Linked DNA regions of Mus musculus: regions 2, 3, 4 and 5 are each linked to region 1. Evidence: chromatin contacts called from public ChIA-PET, Hi-C, HiChIP or PLAC-seq and capture Hi-C data. All regions are on one chromosome and are shown on one strand. Each heading gives the region's core, a stretch centred on a gene start, on an enhancer-like site or on the middle of the called end of the contact. The rest is flanking DNA. Distances are from core to core; before and after follow the strand shown.

Region 1 (2,797 bases), core at 220-2,719:
GCCACCAGCCCTTCCTTCTGTGGTACCCGCAGGTAGCTATGTCACAACATTGTGGGCTTTTGCCTATCACTGGGCACCCTCTGTTATCTGCTCCAGGGGGTGTGTGTTAATATCCAGTACACAGTAAGAGTTTAATAAGTGATTTGAATATCCGCTTCCCCTTGCCTGGCCCAGGACAACCCAGCAGGCACTTGAAGCACGTCTCTCTCCAGGGACTGAAGACACACACCTAAGGAGTTAGCCCTGTTTGGCCATGGGTCTCCATTTCCTTTCAAGCCCTAACATATATACTTATAATTACTTGTATGCTTGTGTAGGTGCATGTACAGCACACCCACATCTCTGTGTATGTGGATGCGTACACCCGTGTGGTGCCCAGAGCTCAGAGGAAGGGGCAGGCTATGTGTCTCCCTCACTCCCCACCTGGTCCCTTGAGGCAGGCACTTTTGGAACCTGGGACTCACGAAGCTGGAGCCAGCAAGTCCCAGCTGTCCTTTTGTCTCTGCCCTCCTCAGGGCTGGGCTTCTAGGCATGTGCTGGATGCCTGGTTTGTTATGTGAGAGCCAGGATTTGAACTCTAGATCTCCTAATTCCAGAGAACACTCTGCCCCTAAATCTTGGTGAGCCACGGATTCTGCGGCACCCCGGATGAAGTGTGGGCGTCCCGTCTCAGGCTTGCCCCCTCTGTCCAGAACTCCCTGTCCCTCCCCATTTACATCCTCAGACCCAAAGCTCCTCCACCCCATCCCACCCCAGAGACCCTTTCGGGATCCCACAAACTGAGCTGACTCCTGACCTTTGACCACTAGAACATCCCGCACTTCGGGACTCCGAGGACTGTACCGTAGAGCCCTCCCCACCTCTCCAACTTCCCCTAAACTTTGTAGCAGGACTTTCCGGTTGTAGGCAGGCAACTGCCGCCCTAGGCTCTTGGTCTCTGGCATCCTGACCAGGTTGAATTAATTGATCCACATTGGACAAAGTGCCTGGGAGAGCTGCATGCTGTGCCTGCTGTACATATCCACTAAGGGGCAGCATTGAGCCAGCCACCACGGCTCCTTCCTGTTTTTAACACTCTTGTGCCCTCAAAAATTGTAACTACTTCCCTGAAGCTTCTAAACGCCTCGGGTCTGGCTAATTCCCACCCCCACCCCCACCCCCATTCTCCCCCCCCCCCGCCCCCGCCTTTCCGTGTAGCTAAAAAGTCTAGTCTTAAACTAGTAAGTTGATGCCTTCTCCACCAGACTCCTCCCTCCCAGGGACTGCGAAGCCCCACAGGGTGCAATCTGGACCCTCTGTTTTGTCTCCTCCTGGCTGGATCGTCCCAAGTCTGAAACTGAAGATCACTCACTCATTCAACACAGAGGCCTCTTCAAGGCAGGCTAGCTTAACCCCATGGATCTGGGGTGGATGAAAACCCCAACATTTGATAACTCTCCGGCTGCTGCCACACACCTGGTACGGTTTGCCCTGTGGAGATGTGCGCTGGGTAGTCAGGGGGGAGAATGGTTTTGTTCTGTGTGGGTGAGGACGGAGCTGAGGCAGACTCCGCAGCGCAGCAGCAGCAGCAGCAGCAGCAGCAGCAGCAGCAGCGGCAGCAGAACACGGTGCAGGATGGGGGCATGGATGGCAGGAAGAGTGGAGCAGGCCACAGGGTGGCAGATCTTTGGGATGGGTGGTAGTGGTGATTGTCACATGAACAGGGGACAAGGTGTGCCACCAGCTACTTAGCTGCTTTTTTCTTTCTAATTTCTAGTTCCTTTAGGGTTTTTGTTTGTTTGTTTGTTTTTGTTCTTTTTTTTTTTTTTTTTTTTTTCGAGACAGGGTTTCTCTGTGTAGCCCTGGCTGTCCTGGAACTCACTTTGTAGACCAGGCTGGCCTTGAACTCAGAAATCTGCCTGCCTCTGCCTCCCAAGTGCTGGGATTAAAGGCATGCGTCACCACTGCCCGGCTCCGTTAGGTTTTTAATTTGAATTTTATTTTTTTGTAACAGGGACTTACAGGTTCAGAAGCACTGATCTGAGTGCTTACTCTGTATCTGCTGGGCCTCCAGGGTTGGCAGCCATTCTCAGGGACCGGGGGCTTGTGCAGAGACTTAAAGTGAGTGACTCTTCTGGAAGTTGTGGGGACAAGCAGGCTTCTGTGGTGGTAGGGGGTATGGAGAAAACCCCAGGGCCGCTAAAGACTGGTTGGGCACTAAGTGGTTGGTGCCCATGAGACAGAGGCCACTGCAAAGCGTTCACGCCTGTCAGTCACATGACCTCAGACAGCTGTGCTGGCGACAGCATAGGGGAGCCGCTCAGAGCAGGGTGGGACACTGCACATCCTTCACGGAGCTGGGGGACCGTGCAGAGAGAGAGAGAGAGAGAGGGTTAGAGCAAGGAGCTGCCCCTCCCCGGCCCAGGTCTTTCTTTGCTGGTGTATTTGGTCCTCCCGGCCCCTCCGGGGTATCAGGGGATGGGGGGAGAACAGGAAGCTGGGAACAGGAAGCAGAGAGGCCCTGAAATAGAGCAGCCTCAGATGCTCTGTGGCTTCCTACCAGTTGGGCTTTGAATGGAGCCCCCAGAAGCACCCCCGTCTCCTTTGACTAGAACAAAGCCCGAAGAGTGGTCTTGATTGCTCCATTGTGAGCCTTGCTTCTGACTTGGAGAAGGATGGAGGAAGAGCAGCTCCCCTTCCAAGAGAGGCCTACAGGGACAACCGCGTGTGCCGGCAGGACGCCATGGCCCCCTTCCCAGGGCCTACTCTCAGGGTCCCTCCCATCTGTCCCAGAGGCGCCTCTGTGCCTGTGGCTCAG
Region 2 (2,797 bases), core at 146-2,645, 470 kb after region 1:
GAGTTTCAGGACAGCCAGAGCATATGGTAATTGTTGTATTGCCAGAGAGGGCATATATGTCCCCCAAATCATGAAGGATTGTTGAGTGGAAGACAATTAAAAGCAGACACCATGAACACCTCTAAAATCACACTCAGCATTTTGGGAGGCAGAGTCAAAGGGATCAGCGGCTTGAAGGAGCCCAGTCACACAGAGGAGAGCTCCCCACGATACTTCGACCTGCTTCAAATCAGGACATAGATTCAGGGGTTACTACTATTCTCCACACCATCATAGAGCTAGAAATAGGGGTCCCCAAAAACAAATAGTATGCTTGCCTCAGTACCCAGTGGAGAGTGAGTCACCCGTGGAGAAGGCCAAATCACTTCCAGGAAGTGCTTGGTATAAGATAGCCATTTTCAACAGCTTAATTTTGGGACTATGGCATGGCTGTAAAGTGCATGGCTAACCGGCACCAAGCCCTGGGTTTCACCCCCGCACTACCACCTCTGAAGTACATCTTGGTGGTGTATGCCTTTAATACAAGCTATGGGAGGTAAAGGCAGGGGGGCCAGAAACTCAAGGTCCTTCTCCAATACATAATTCAAGACCAGAGTGGACTACATCAGACTCTGTCTCAAATTGCTTTTGAGATCGGATCTTAATATAGATAGCCCAACTTTTGATCTGCGTGCCTCGGTCTCCTGAGAGCTGGGAATTAGGAAGTAAGCCACCATAGTCATTTTTAACTTTTAGTTATTGTCTATGTGGACTCATGTCCCATCGAGAAGGTGAAGGCCAAAGGGCAATTTTGTTTTGTTTTGTTTTGTTTTTCGAGACAGGGTTTCTCTGTGTAGCCCTGGCTGTCCTGAAACTCACTCTGTAGACCAGGCTGGCCTCGAACTTGGAAACCCACCTGCTTCTGCCTCCCAAGTGCTGGGATTAAAGGCGTGCGCCACCACTGCCCGGGCAACCTCGATATATTTATTTTCGAGACAGGGTTTCTCTGTGTATCTCTGGCTGTCATGGAACTCGCTCTATAGCTGAGGCTAGCCTCGAACTCTGAGATCTGCCTACTTCCACCTCCTAAATGCGGAGATCAAAGGTGCCACCGCCTCCCCGAATTTGCGTGTCATCCTAGGCGCAGCATCCATGCAAATCTCTGCATCGTTCCAGTTTTAGTATCTGCGCTGCCGAAGACGAGCACCCAGCTATCATTTTTAAAAATGCCCCTGGGAGAATCAGGACGCGAAAGGACCATTTATCTCTGCAGCAGCAGCCAGCTCTCGCCTCTGGCTCTTCCCAGTCCTCCAAGCGGAGTGGGCGGGACCCCCTGGCGTGGGCGGGGCGTTCCCAGCCACTCCCCCTGAGGGCGTGGTACGGCTTCTTAGGCTCCTATCGCGCGCGCGCCCGCCCGCACAGCGGCCCCCTCAGGTACGCGGACAAGATGGCGTCGGTAGCGGGGGACAGCGCTATGGAGGTGGTGCCGGCGCTGGCCGAGGAGGCCGCGGCTGAGGCGACGGGCCCCAGCTGCCTGGTGCAGCTGCCGGGCGAGGTGCTGGAGTACATCCTGTGCAGCGGCTCGCTCACGGCGCTGGACATCGGCCGCGTGTCCAGCACCTGCCGCCGCCTGCGCGAGGTGTGCCAGAGCAGCGGGCAGGTGTGGAAGGAGCAGTTCCGGGTGAGGTGAGCGAGCATCCCGTTCCCGGGACCCGCAGAGCCCCTCGGCGCCGGGCCTCGCGTGGGGCCCCACCCCGCCACCCTCCGGGCCTCCGGGCCGCGCGCCGCCCTCTTCCCGCGGCCGCAGACAAAGGCCTGCCTGCAGCCCGGGGGGCCCCCTCCGGAGCTCCGATGGGGTCGCGGCAGCCGCCCGAGGCCGGGGCCTCCGGAGCGCTCCGCCCCGGGGGGCTGCGGCCTTCACGCGCCTCCCGGCTGCAGGAGGAGGCGCATCTTTTGTGGCCGCTGCAGGATGTTGACGTGCAGGCAAAGCAGCGGTGCGTGCATTCCTGGCTAGCTCCTTAGGATGCCGGCATCGGACCTGCCAGTCCAGCTCGTGACCTTGGGGGTGGAGGGGGTGATGTCGGTCCACCTCCCTTCTCCAGAGCCTGGGTCTCCTGGTCGGTGATGAGACCCCCCCTCCTTTTTTTTTTTTTCCCATTATGGGGAATCAAATAAGATGAGGCCCGGGTTTGCAGGGCCTGATGCTGAGGGAGGCGCGCCATCCACGAGAACCGTTAGCATCACTGTGATTGTGGCCAGCGCAGAGATTGGGGGGCGGAGGGGGGGCGGCGGCTACTGGTGGTAGAAACGCTGCCTTTCGTGTCGCCACGCCAAGGTCACTGCATCTGAGTAGTGAGGGAATGCATTGCATACGCTATGATTATTGCAACTAGAGCCTCTGCCAAGTCCACCCCCCCCCCCTTGCCCGCAGACTCCTCCGTGGTTTTTTGCAGTCTCTGCGGAGCTGAGAAAGGGTGTTTTCTCTCCCCCCCCCCCCCTTATAGGTGGCCCTCCCTGATGAAGCACTACAGCCCCACCGACTACGTCAATTGGTTAGAGGAATATAAAGTTCGGCAGAAAGCTGGGTTAGAAGCCCGGAAGATTGTAGCTTCCTTCTCCAAGCGGTTCTTTTCAGAGCACGTAAGCATCAGGCTTGGTCATGCTCTGTGTGTGTGTGTGTGTGTGTGTGTGTGTGTGTGTATGTGTGTTCGTGCGCGCACGCGCTCGTTCGTGTGTGCCTGCCATAGCTTTTCAGCTCTTGTTCCTATTTCCCTTTTCACTGCTCACACAGCCCTTTGCTTGCATGCTTATAAGAGTC
Region 3 (2,797 bases), core at 202-2,701, 390 kb before region 1:
ACACCCCAAGTAAAAACAGTTTTGTTTTGTTTTGTTTTTTTCAATAAATAACACGGTCTCGGGGTTCACAGTGTGATCAAATATCCTGCGACATATAGACAGTCGTGAGCCACTCCAACCTGGACCCTCAGAAAAATCAGTGTTCTAAACTGCTTAATTTAAACTGGTCTTAAGCAAAGATCTGGATCCAATGGCCTGAGTGAAGAGGGTCAATTTTGTCTTCGCTGTACCCCCTCGTGGTCATTAAAAGAAGTGCACCTTTCACATTGAAAAATCCCTAGTTAAACCTTGATTTTGTTTTTGTTTTGTTTTGTTTTGTTTTTTAACCATAGTTAAAACAAACGCACTCAGTTCCTATAACTTGCTCTGCGTGCACTGAGGCCGGAGCAGACCCAAGTCCTCACAAAGCCGCCTCCTTTCCTTCGGTGGAAGGAACTTTCACGGAAGCCCTGTCTAGAGCCAGCTAGCTATGTTACTACGCATTTGAGAGACTTAAGATCCTGCCCGCAGTTGGGGGTAGCTTTTGGCTTTTTACAGCCCGACTCTATGCCTGAATACTGTCCACTCCGCCCATACAAAGACCTCCCCTTGCCCCTTCTGCTTCTAGCTTCTCCCCCACCTAGCCAGCTCCTTCCTCAATAATCCCTCTGGGTGTCCCTCACACCCGCCAAAAGGTAAATAAACAAGGTCCCGGATCGAGACCTGAGGCTGGAGGAGCGATCACGCAAATGCAGACTACTCGGACCTGAAAACAAATCCCAACCTCCCCTTTCGCCCACTTCGCCGTGGCAGGACACGATTCCATTGAACCCCTCCCAACCTAGGAGATGAGGACTCCAAGCTACCACGCAGGAGGTGGGTAAACAAGACAGCTTTAAGGTCACAAAGCTGGGGGCGGGGGAGAGGTGCCGGCCAAAGGAAGACTTATCGCCTGTCCCATTCCGGCTCCCCAAGCGGAGCTAGGGGCATTAAAACAGTGGGAGGAGAGAAGCTGGGAGCGAGAAAGCCAGGGCGAGCATTGCTCCGACCCGAGTGCGGAAATGAGAGACGCTGGGCTGGGGACCCCTGGCTCGCAAGAGCTCTGGCGACCTCTGACCACCCGCACCCGGGCCCCGTCCCCACACCCGCACCTTCGTCGGACTCTCGGCCCCGGCAGCTGCGCTCGTCGTCCTCGGCGCTCTCCAACTCCTCCTCGTCCTCCGGGTAGTACTCCGGGGCGGCCGGCGCTGCAGCCGGAGCCGGCGCCGGAGCCAGCAGCCCCGCGGCGCTCATGTCGCCGCCTCGGGGCCGCGGCGGAGCCGGTCCCGCGGAGATCGCGGCCGCCTGGCTGCGTCCCCGGAGCCCCGCAACCTCGCGCGGTTCCGAGCCGCGGGCACCGGGACTCCCCTCGGCTCCGAGCTCCGCCCCCCACCCCGCACCCCGGCGCCCGCGCTGGGCAACGGGGGCCTCGCGCAGCCGGCTACTTCCGGGTCGTGGGCTGCTCGGTGACAGCCTGATCAGGCCGTCCTCGAGACGGTAGGTGAGACGCCGGGGCTCCACGGTTTCTGACACGGCGGCCGCGGCGGCGTCACTGTCTTAAGAATCCGCGATCGGCCACGGCGGAAGGGGCGGAGGCGGGAGTCTCTGGAGTCAGGCATATCCAGGGGCAGCCGCGCCAGCAGTCAGGACCCCGGAGTTGGAGGTGGCACTTCTGGCAGTGGCCACCAGGCGGCGCCTGGAGTCAAAACTAAAGTGTGGATGGACTCGACCTGATGGGCGGAGGCTTTGCAGAGCCCTGGATAGGTAGCATGGTCTCTGATTCATGCAGGTGAATGGCACGAACGGTTCCCGCGGTGGGCTTGGACGCCTGGCCAGCCAGAGTGTGTGGGATACAGAAAATGTTGTGCGTGGTTGCTCCCCTGCCTTAATGGGGGCTTTATTAAAAATTATGGTAAAGGCAAGTTGTTGCCATTTCATCCACCGGTCAGGTGAAAGTGTGTCCCTAGGCCTTGCCAGTACTTTCTTTTGAGTAGATTTACTGGGTAAGCTGTTCTACCGGTTTTACAAATGATCAAAAGAGTTGTCATTCTTTCTCCTTTCAAGAAAAGAAAAAAGAAAAAACGGTGGCGTCAGTCTAGCATCCCAGATCCACAGCTGTCCACAGGATAACTTCCTTGTGCTTCCCCAAACATAATTTTTAAGGTATTTTAGCCTAAAACAGTAATTTAATAACCTGCTAATTTTTACTTGAGTAAATAGGGCATTTCCCTCCAGGAACTACATTGGCTTAAATTCAGAAGCCAACGCTGAGCAAAGTGACCTTTAGTCCCAGGACTAGGGAGGCAGAGGCAGGCTGAGTTCAAGGCCAGCCTGGTCTGCAATTCGTGTTTCAGAACAGCCATGGATACACAGAGAAACCCTGTCTTAAAAACAAAAAAAAACAAACCAAGCCATGAAACTGAATCTCTCCATGTGTTAATCTGTGTAGCCCTGTGAAACATAGTGTTACAGTTTTGCTTAGAAGAGGAGGAAGAGGAGGAAAGGGAAGAGGTGGAGGAGGAAGAGGAAGAAGGTGGAGAGGAGGAGGAGGAGGAGGAGGAATAGGAGGAATCATCTCAGCACTTGGGAGGCAGAGGCAGGTGGATTTCTGAGTTTGAGGCCAGCCTGGTCTACAGAGTGAGTTCCAGGACAGCCAGGGTTACACCGAGAAACCCTGTCTCGAAAAACAAAAAACAAAAAGAAGAAGAAGAAGGAGGAGGAGGAGAAGCAGAAGCAGTAGCAGCAGCAGCAAAAACCTATGGTCTCTGCCTAGTGGCTC
Region 4 (2,797 bases), core at 122-2,621, 370 kb before region 1:
GGAGATGGGACCCACTGGTCTTATCCATGTTCTCACGTGCTCCGTGTGCTACCCTGGCCAGTCGGGTGGGGAGAAGCTGGGGAGGCTGCAGAATTGGCTGTAGGTTTAGTAATTATTAGCCAAATTATTTTTCAGTCCAACAGACTCAGAGTCAGCCCCATTTCTCCCTTTGTCCACCCACTGAAAATTCCCCTCCATTTGGTAGAACTTAGAAGAGCCACAGGGAGAACAAAGTATGGGTTTGTTTTCAAAGTATTTATGTGTTCCTGTGTGTGCATAGTCGTATGAGGGTATGAGGTTAAGGGTAAGTGTCCCCCTCTATCTGCCTCACCCAGCAGGCAGGTTACGGATGATCACCACGCCCTTCATCCACATGGGCATTGGGGATCTAACTCTAGTTCACACGCTGAGCTGGCTCTCCAGCCAGAGGGTCGTTTGGTTTCGTCGTTTTGTTTTGTTTTGAACTTATTTTCTCTGTGCAGTGTGTGCTGGTTCCTCTTGCACACCCGGTCAGGTTGAGACTGTATTTCAGCACTTTAGGTCAGATTAGGGAGAACAAAAGGGTTTTGTTGAGTTTTTCTTTAGCAGACCCAGAAGATAAAGAAGGTATTTTTGGTTTGGTTTGGTTTTGGTGTCTTACCGTCGATCTCTGGGGATTGCTGTCCTCTAAGGAGTCTGTGAACTTAGATGCGTCGAAGACAGGTTGAGCAGATTTCCCTGGGATGGCAGCTAAGCAGACGTGAAGTAGGGAGATACTGAGACTAGACTGACTAAACCATGAAACTGTGTACAGCTTTGCTAAGGCTCTGAAGCCCCTGTGGACATGGTCCTGACACTTGAAAGTCTATAGCTCTACCTATAGCATGACCCTCTTGTCTCCTGCTTCTGGATTCCTCTGTGTCTGCCTTGTACTTAGACTGCCCCTAGTTAGACTTCCTCAATACTGCTGTAAAAATTAAACTGTTCCCTGCGTCCCGTTCAGACTCCGTCCCCTGTGTCTTCATTTATGGGTCACCATAGCTGGCTCCCTCCATCCTGGTCTCTCACCCACCCACCCTCCCCAGCTCATACCCAACAACCTTTTCATTCCTTTGCTTTTTGGTTGTTATTTGAGACAGGGTCTCACTGTGTGCTGGCCAGGCTGGCCTTGAACACTCCATCTTCTGGCTGGGTCTCTCCAGTGCTGGGGTTGGAGGCATGCACCGCCACGCCCTGCTGCACAGCCTTCTTCAAATGCCACTTCCAGCACTGAACTCTGCATGCTGGGCCTCTGAGGTTCCCACTTTCCACTGCGAGGTTCTCCACGCCCTTGCTAATCTGTCCCCAGAGTGTTTATCCAGCCTCACTTCCTCTGCTCTTGGGCGGGCAGGCGGGCGGGCGGTCCCTTCAGCTCCTTTGCAGTCAGTCAGATGTTCCAGGCTCACCACTGGTACCAGTGCTTGTTATTTCACCAAAAGTATCTCTAGCTCTCAGACTTTACCTTCTTTTCAAGCCCAGTGTCAGGCTCACTTCCTGTTTGACTTTTCCCCTGCCTATTTCTGCTGTCTTTTTGCTGAGCCAAGGTTTCATGTAGCTCAACCTGATGGCTCCCTGGGTCATCAAAGCTGGCCTTGAATTCTCCTGACTCTACCTCCTAAACACTAGGATTTCCCCCAAGCTCTTACTACATAGTCCGGACCCGCCTAGAACTCCTCCTATGTTGTAGATCAGGCTGCCTTTGAACTCCCAGAGATCCACCTGCCTCTACCTCCTGAGTGCTGGAAGTTTAAAGGCGTGTGCCACCACCAGGCTTGGCTTCCAGGTGGTTTTTAATGTATTAAACCAATGAACAAAACTGTGTGTGCCCACGTCACTTGCTCTCATAGACTCCAGCGCTGGACAGTCACTAACTTTCTGTCTGATTGTGGACATTTCATTATGTGTGGGATCAGACCCCATGTGGCACTGTGTGAGTATGTGAGAGCCCTCCACTTTGCATGATATTTTCTAGACTCATCCATGTTGTATCATGTGCCACCTGGGTCAATACTCCATTCCCTTTTAAGACCAGCAGTGCATGCCGGTGACACTGTCTCCTGTGTGTTCATCAGTTGATGGGCACTTGAGGTGTTTCCATTGCTGATCGTAACATTGATGTGAGCATCCACATATGCATTGCTGTGTGTGTGTGTGTGTGTGTGAGAGAGAGAGAGAGAGAGAGAGCGAGAGCGCGCACTCCCTGGCTTTGAAGTTACAGACAATCATGAGTGCTGGAATTCAGGAGAGCACAAAGCACTCGTTATGGCTAAAGCTGTCTCTCCGGCCCCCATGTATACATTTTCATATGAGCATATGTTTTCAATTCTTTGGAGTATGTGCCTAGGAGTGCAATTGCTCATAATTATTTTTGTAAAGTAATAGAAATGAAAATTCCTTAAAAATCATCTCTCTTAATTATTCCACACACATACACAAAATATTGTTTATTTAGTTAGTTGGTCTCCTGGATCTTTTCATCAGAAGCGAGATAGACACAGAACTTCAGCTTGAGTCCTGGACAGATGGTCTTTAATTCTGAGTGAACAGTCCCAGTTGCCCGTCACCATGAGGACACTGTGCAGAAGGCATGCCTAAGCGTCCTCAAATTGCTAGTCACAAGGAATGAAGTTAAGGAGTGGCCGTGTCATGTAAAGGGTAGATGCCATCAGGAAGTTGTCAGGGTACTTCTTTACACCCGGTGGCGGTGGGATCTATACGAAGTCCCAAAGGCTGGCCAGCTTTTCATCAGGTGTGGCAGGACATGATCAGTGCACGCTCA
Region 5 (2,797 bases), core at 176-2,675, 270 kb after region 1:
TCTGACTCACAGCTCATCTTCCCCAGCCCCACGTGGAGGCTGGGTCTGCGCCAGGGGTGTGAACTACCAGCCAGGGTGCCCGCCAATCAGACCAAAATGAGCCCATAAGCCGCCCTGAGGATTAGCCCTAAGAACATTCTAGAATCCCACACTCCACTTTGGAGCTCCAGAGGGGGTAGACCACAGCAGACAGGCGTGTTACTCAACCACGTGTGTGTGGGGAAACCTGTCTTGACTGGGGATAATGATACAGTAATTATTTAATCATCCAAAGGGACACAGGCCTGTCAGCTGCTACAGCCCCAGCACCTGGAGTAATGCCTAACACACAGTAGGCACTCAGTAGGTTCTTTTATTAAATAAGGACACAATAATTGCTGCCTCAATTCATCAAGTATGTAGCACAAATAATTACACCTTGTACCATTATTATACACTAAGAATAAATTTAAAAGGGGGATGTGTCTTAATTTCTGTCTCTGAATGGGAGGCAGCACTATGATACCTGTCCTTAAATCCCTGCACATAGTAGACTCTGTGTATTTACCGAGCCATGCACTGGAATGAACTGAGTGCCACTCCCCAGCAGTGAGGAGAGAGAGAGAGAGAGAGAGAGAGAGAGAGAGAGAGAGAGAGAGAGAGAGAGAGAGAGAGCAGCCCCCGGGGCTATGGGGGAAGGTGCTTAGGGAGAATGGGAACTGCTTTTCCATTCTCCAAACCCTTCCTCTGACTCAAAGTGCTTATCAGTCCATCGTCCACAATAGCTGCAGCAAAGCCCAGAGAGGTAGAGGAACCTGCTTGAGGTCACACAGCGAGCTCGCCACATCTCCTGACTCCATGTCCAGAGCTCTTTTTTCCTCTCGCATCCCCAGCTGGGGGTCCACACTGGAACCCTTGGATCAGTCAGGGCACGGGTGGGTCAGGAGAAAAGATATCAGAAGCCTGGCACAAAATACCCATCAGCAGGTCGTAATTTCTTACTTGGCTGTGTGTCTTTTAGAACTGACTCCCTGCCCCTGAGCCTCAGTTTTCCTGATCCAAACAAGGGGCTGATGTTGTTTCCTTTGCAGGCAGCATTGTGAGAAGTCATAACTCTGTGTCAGGCTGAGCGAGGGGTATAGGCCTACACCCCTGCTGTGTGACTTTGAAGAAGAAAATTAGTTTCTCTGAGCCTCAGGTGCTTTGTGTACAAATGGTTACTAAATAGCCACTTTGTGGAGCTTGTGAGCTGTGTTGGGGGGGGGGGGGCAGCACAGGCACCTATCCTGGCACATAGTAAATGCTCAGTTAACGCTCCCAGGATTCCTGGGTGCCGCTGTGAAAGGCTGGATTCAGATCCAGCAGCCACAGCCTAGACACAGAAGACTCATGGCTGCAATCCCGACTCCAGGCCGTGCCAGCCAGCTGAGGGAAACCTGAGCCACCTCTATCCCTGGCAGAAGCCGCCACAACCACCACAGCCTCTGGAATGAAAGAAAGGTCAGAGTCTAGGGAAGCAGGGCTGGCGTGATGGAGGGAGGGCTGCCTGGGGGCTGGCTAGCCACCCTCACCTCTCTCCTCTCCAGGGGAAGCCTGACCAGCCTGAGCCTGGGTGTGCCGCCCCCTCCTGCCCAGGGCTTGGCCTCTGGGCCCCGTGCTGAGCCGCCTCCCAGCCTGCCCCTGGGGAGGGGCCACCTGGTGTCAATTAAGGCCCTGAGTCGCTTGGCCGCACCACGCAGGGCTGCTGATTAGAGCTGCAGTCTCTCCAGATGGGGAGCCCGGACTGAGGGGCGACACCACCATGCCAGGGGGAGGCTTCGCAGGAGCCCGTGAGTAGCAGGTGGGGGGCTCTGTCCCCTGGATGGGAGGGAAGCTGAGTGTGTGCGGGCACTTGGGCATCAGGGGAGGGGGGGGCTCTTCCAGAAGAGTTTGCTCCTTAGAGGCCTTTCCGGGCCTGCCAATAGCCTGGACCCTCTTCTCCTCAGCCTCCCCTCAAGGAGACCCCAGGGGACCGTATGCCATCCAGTGTCCTTCCTCCAGTCACGCAGTTGCAGAGGGCACCCCCACACTGCGTCTGAAGGAGGCCTGAAGGGTGGATGAGGGACCAGCTCAGTCGGAGGCTATTTGGAGGAGTCCCTGACTCTCTCCTGGACACCCCACAGGGAAGGCTTGCCTCTGTTGCCCCCCTTGGGTGGGCATCTAAGACTGAGTTCCTATAACCTACTGGCCCCAGAGCCCTTGCTGTGGGTGGCCCCACAGAGGAGCCGGAGTGGTCTCTGCACCAAAGCAGCTCTTCGAAGGGGGAGAGGCTCCAGCTCCAGATGCCATGTGTCCTAGGGCACAGAAGACCAAGCCAGGTCCAGCTTGCACCTGCTTCAAGGGTCATTGGCTCAGCTCGGTAGGGTTTGTATCACGGAGAAGTTGATCCCCAAGATGGACAGTGTATGTATGTATGTATGTATGTATGGGGCAGCTGCCTGCTTGTGGGACGGACTCTGGTGAGAGGGAGGGGGAGGTTTACAGAGGCCTGTAAAATGTGACGTGACTCATGTTTGGCCCCTGGGCTTCGTCGTGGAGCCTGGGCTCTCAGCTGGGAGAGCTTTCTGGAGTAGCCACAGAAGGGTTTGTATGGTGGCACCACCTGGAGCTAGTGAAGGTGGAAGTTCTAAAGTTGGAGGACACACCTGGGTAAGACCCAGGAAAGTGAAGGCAGCTGTCGACACGTTAGAGCAATAGGCAGATCCTTGGCTAGCCATGTCTGTATTCGTGCAACCAACTTCTGTCAAGCTCCGCCGTCCTCGGGGTACATGCTCCCTTC

The links. A called contact is a pair of places that touch in the nucleus more often than the background predicts. ChIA-PET counts read pairs in DNA pulled down with a chosen protein or histone mark. HiChIP or PLAC-seq counts read pairs in DNA pulled down with a chosen protein or histone mark. Capture Hi-C pulls out chosen DNA fragments and counts their contacts.
Region 2: an RNA polymerase II ChIA-PET map of memory CD8 T cells shows a contact between it and region 1, with 57 read pairs. The contact joins the promoter of Fbxo21 here to the enhancer-like site in region 1. A contact is called at or near these places in 19 of 39 promoter capture datasets (the 3T3-L1 cell line, 3T3-L1-derived adipocytes, the C10 cell line and 14 more), 2 of 15 datasets of contacts at CTCF or cohesin (the NIH/3T3 cell line and large pre-B cells), 1 of 484 Hi-C or Micro-C datasets (bone marrow-derived macrophages), 15 of 115 datasets of contacts at active chromatin or transcription factors (T-cell acute lymphoblastic leukemia, craniofacial prominence, embryonic basal ganglia and 9 more) and 4 of 9 other capture datasets (adipose tissue, liver, macrophages and 1 more).
Region 3: a Hi-C map of CD8 T cells shows a contact between it and region 1, with 5 times the contacts expected there. The contact joins the promoter of Suds3 here to the enhancer-like site in region 1. A contact is called at or near these places in 1 of 39 promoter capture datasets (hippocampal neurons), 13 of 484 Hi-C or Micro-C datasets (CD4 T cells, CD8 T cells, Th1 cells and 8 more), 14 of 115 datasets of contacts at active chromatin or transcription factors (bone marrow-derived macrophages, craniofacial prominence, embryonic forebrain and 9 more) and 3 of 9 other capture datasets (adipose tissue, embryonic stem cells and liver).
Region 4: an H3K27ac HiChIP or PLAC-seq map of thymic regulatory T cells shows a contact between it and region 1, with 4 times the contacts expected there. The contact joins two enhancer-like sites. A contact is called at or near these places in 6 of 484 Hi-C or Micro-C datasets (cerebral cortex, cortical neurons, embryonic cerebral cortex and 2 more), 12 of 115 datasets of contacts at active chromatin or transcription factors (T-cell acute lymphoblastic leukemia, astrocytes, embryonic basal ganglia and 9 more) and 2 of 9 other capture datasets (adipose tissue and liver).
Region 5: a capture Hi-C map of embryonic stem cells shows a contact between it and region 1, with 3 times the contacts expected there. The contact joins two enhancer-like sites. A contact is called at or near these places in 2 of 39 promoter capture datasets (cranial neural crest and hippocampal neurons), 1 of 484 Hi-C or Micro-C datasets (the N1E-115 cell line), 1 of 115 datasets of contacts at active chromatin or transcription factors (embryonic stem cells) and 1 of 9 other capture datasets (embryonic stem cells).

Annotation. Positions count from the first base shown.
Region 1 is chr5:117,508,707-117,511,503 of GRCm38.p6, forward strand. All of the region lies in intron 3 of Ksr2 (kinase suppressor of ras 2), which reads left to right. Among named protein-coding and RNA genes, the nearest start is that of Gm42013, 26 kb to the left of the region's middle. Within about 2 kb of position 1,470, at least 39 of the 459 cell types and tissues checked have an H3K27ac peak or open chromatin away from gene starts, as enhancers often do. A contact at or near this core is called in CD8 T cells, Th1 cells, memory CD8 T cells and 2 more, where this site is marked.
Region 2 is chr5:117,975,375-117,978,171 of GRCm38.p6, forward strand. Fbxo21 (F-box protein 21) reads left to right here and starts at 1,396. Exons shown (of 12, transcript NM_001346588.1): 1 at 1,396-1,665; 2 at 2,484-2,619. The coding sequence starts at 1,427.
Region 3 is chr5:117,114,542-117,117,338 of GRCm38.p6, forward strand. It overlaps Suds3 (suppressor of defective silencing 3 homolog (S. cerevisiae)), which reads right to left and starts at 1,452. Exons shown (of 12, transcript NM_178622.5): 1 at 1,131-1,452. The coding sequence starts at 1,272.
Region 4 is chr5:117,137,425-117,140,221 of GRCm38.p6, forward strand. All of the region lies in intron 1 of Taok3 (TAO kinase 3), which reads left to right. Among named protein-coding and RNA genes, the nearest start is that of Taok3, 19 kb to the left of the region's middle. Within about 2 kb of position 1,372, at least 132 of the 459 cell types and tissues checked have an H3K27ac peak or open chromatin away from gene starts, as enhancers often do. A contact at or near this core is called in thymic regulatory T cells, where this site is marked.
Region 5 is chr5:117,779,341-117,782,137 of GRCm38.p6, forward strand. No RefSeq gene overlaps it. Among named protein-coding and RNA genes, the nearest start is that of Nos1, 86 kb to the right of the region's middle. Within about 2 kb of position 1,426, at least 33 of the 459 cell types and tissues checked have an H3K27ac peak or open chromatin away from gene starts, as enhancers often do.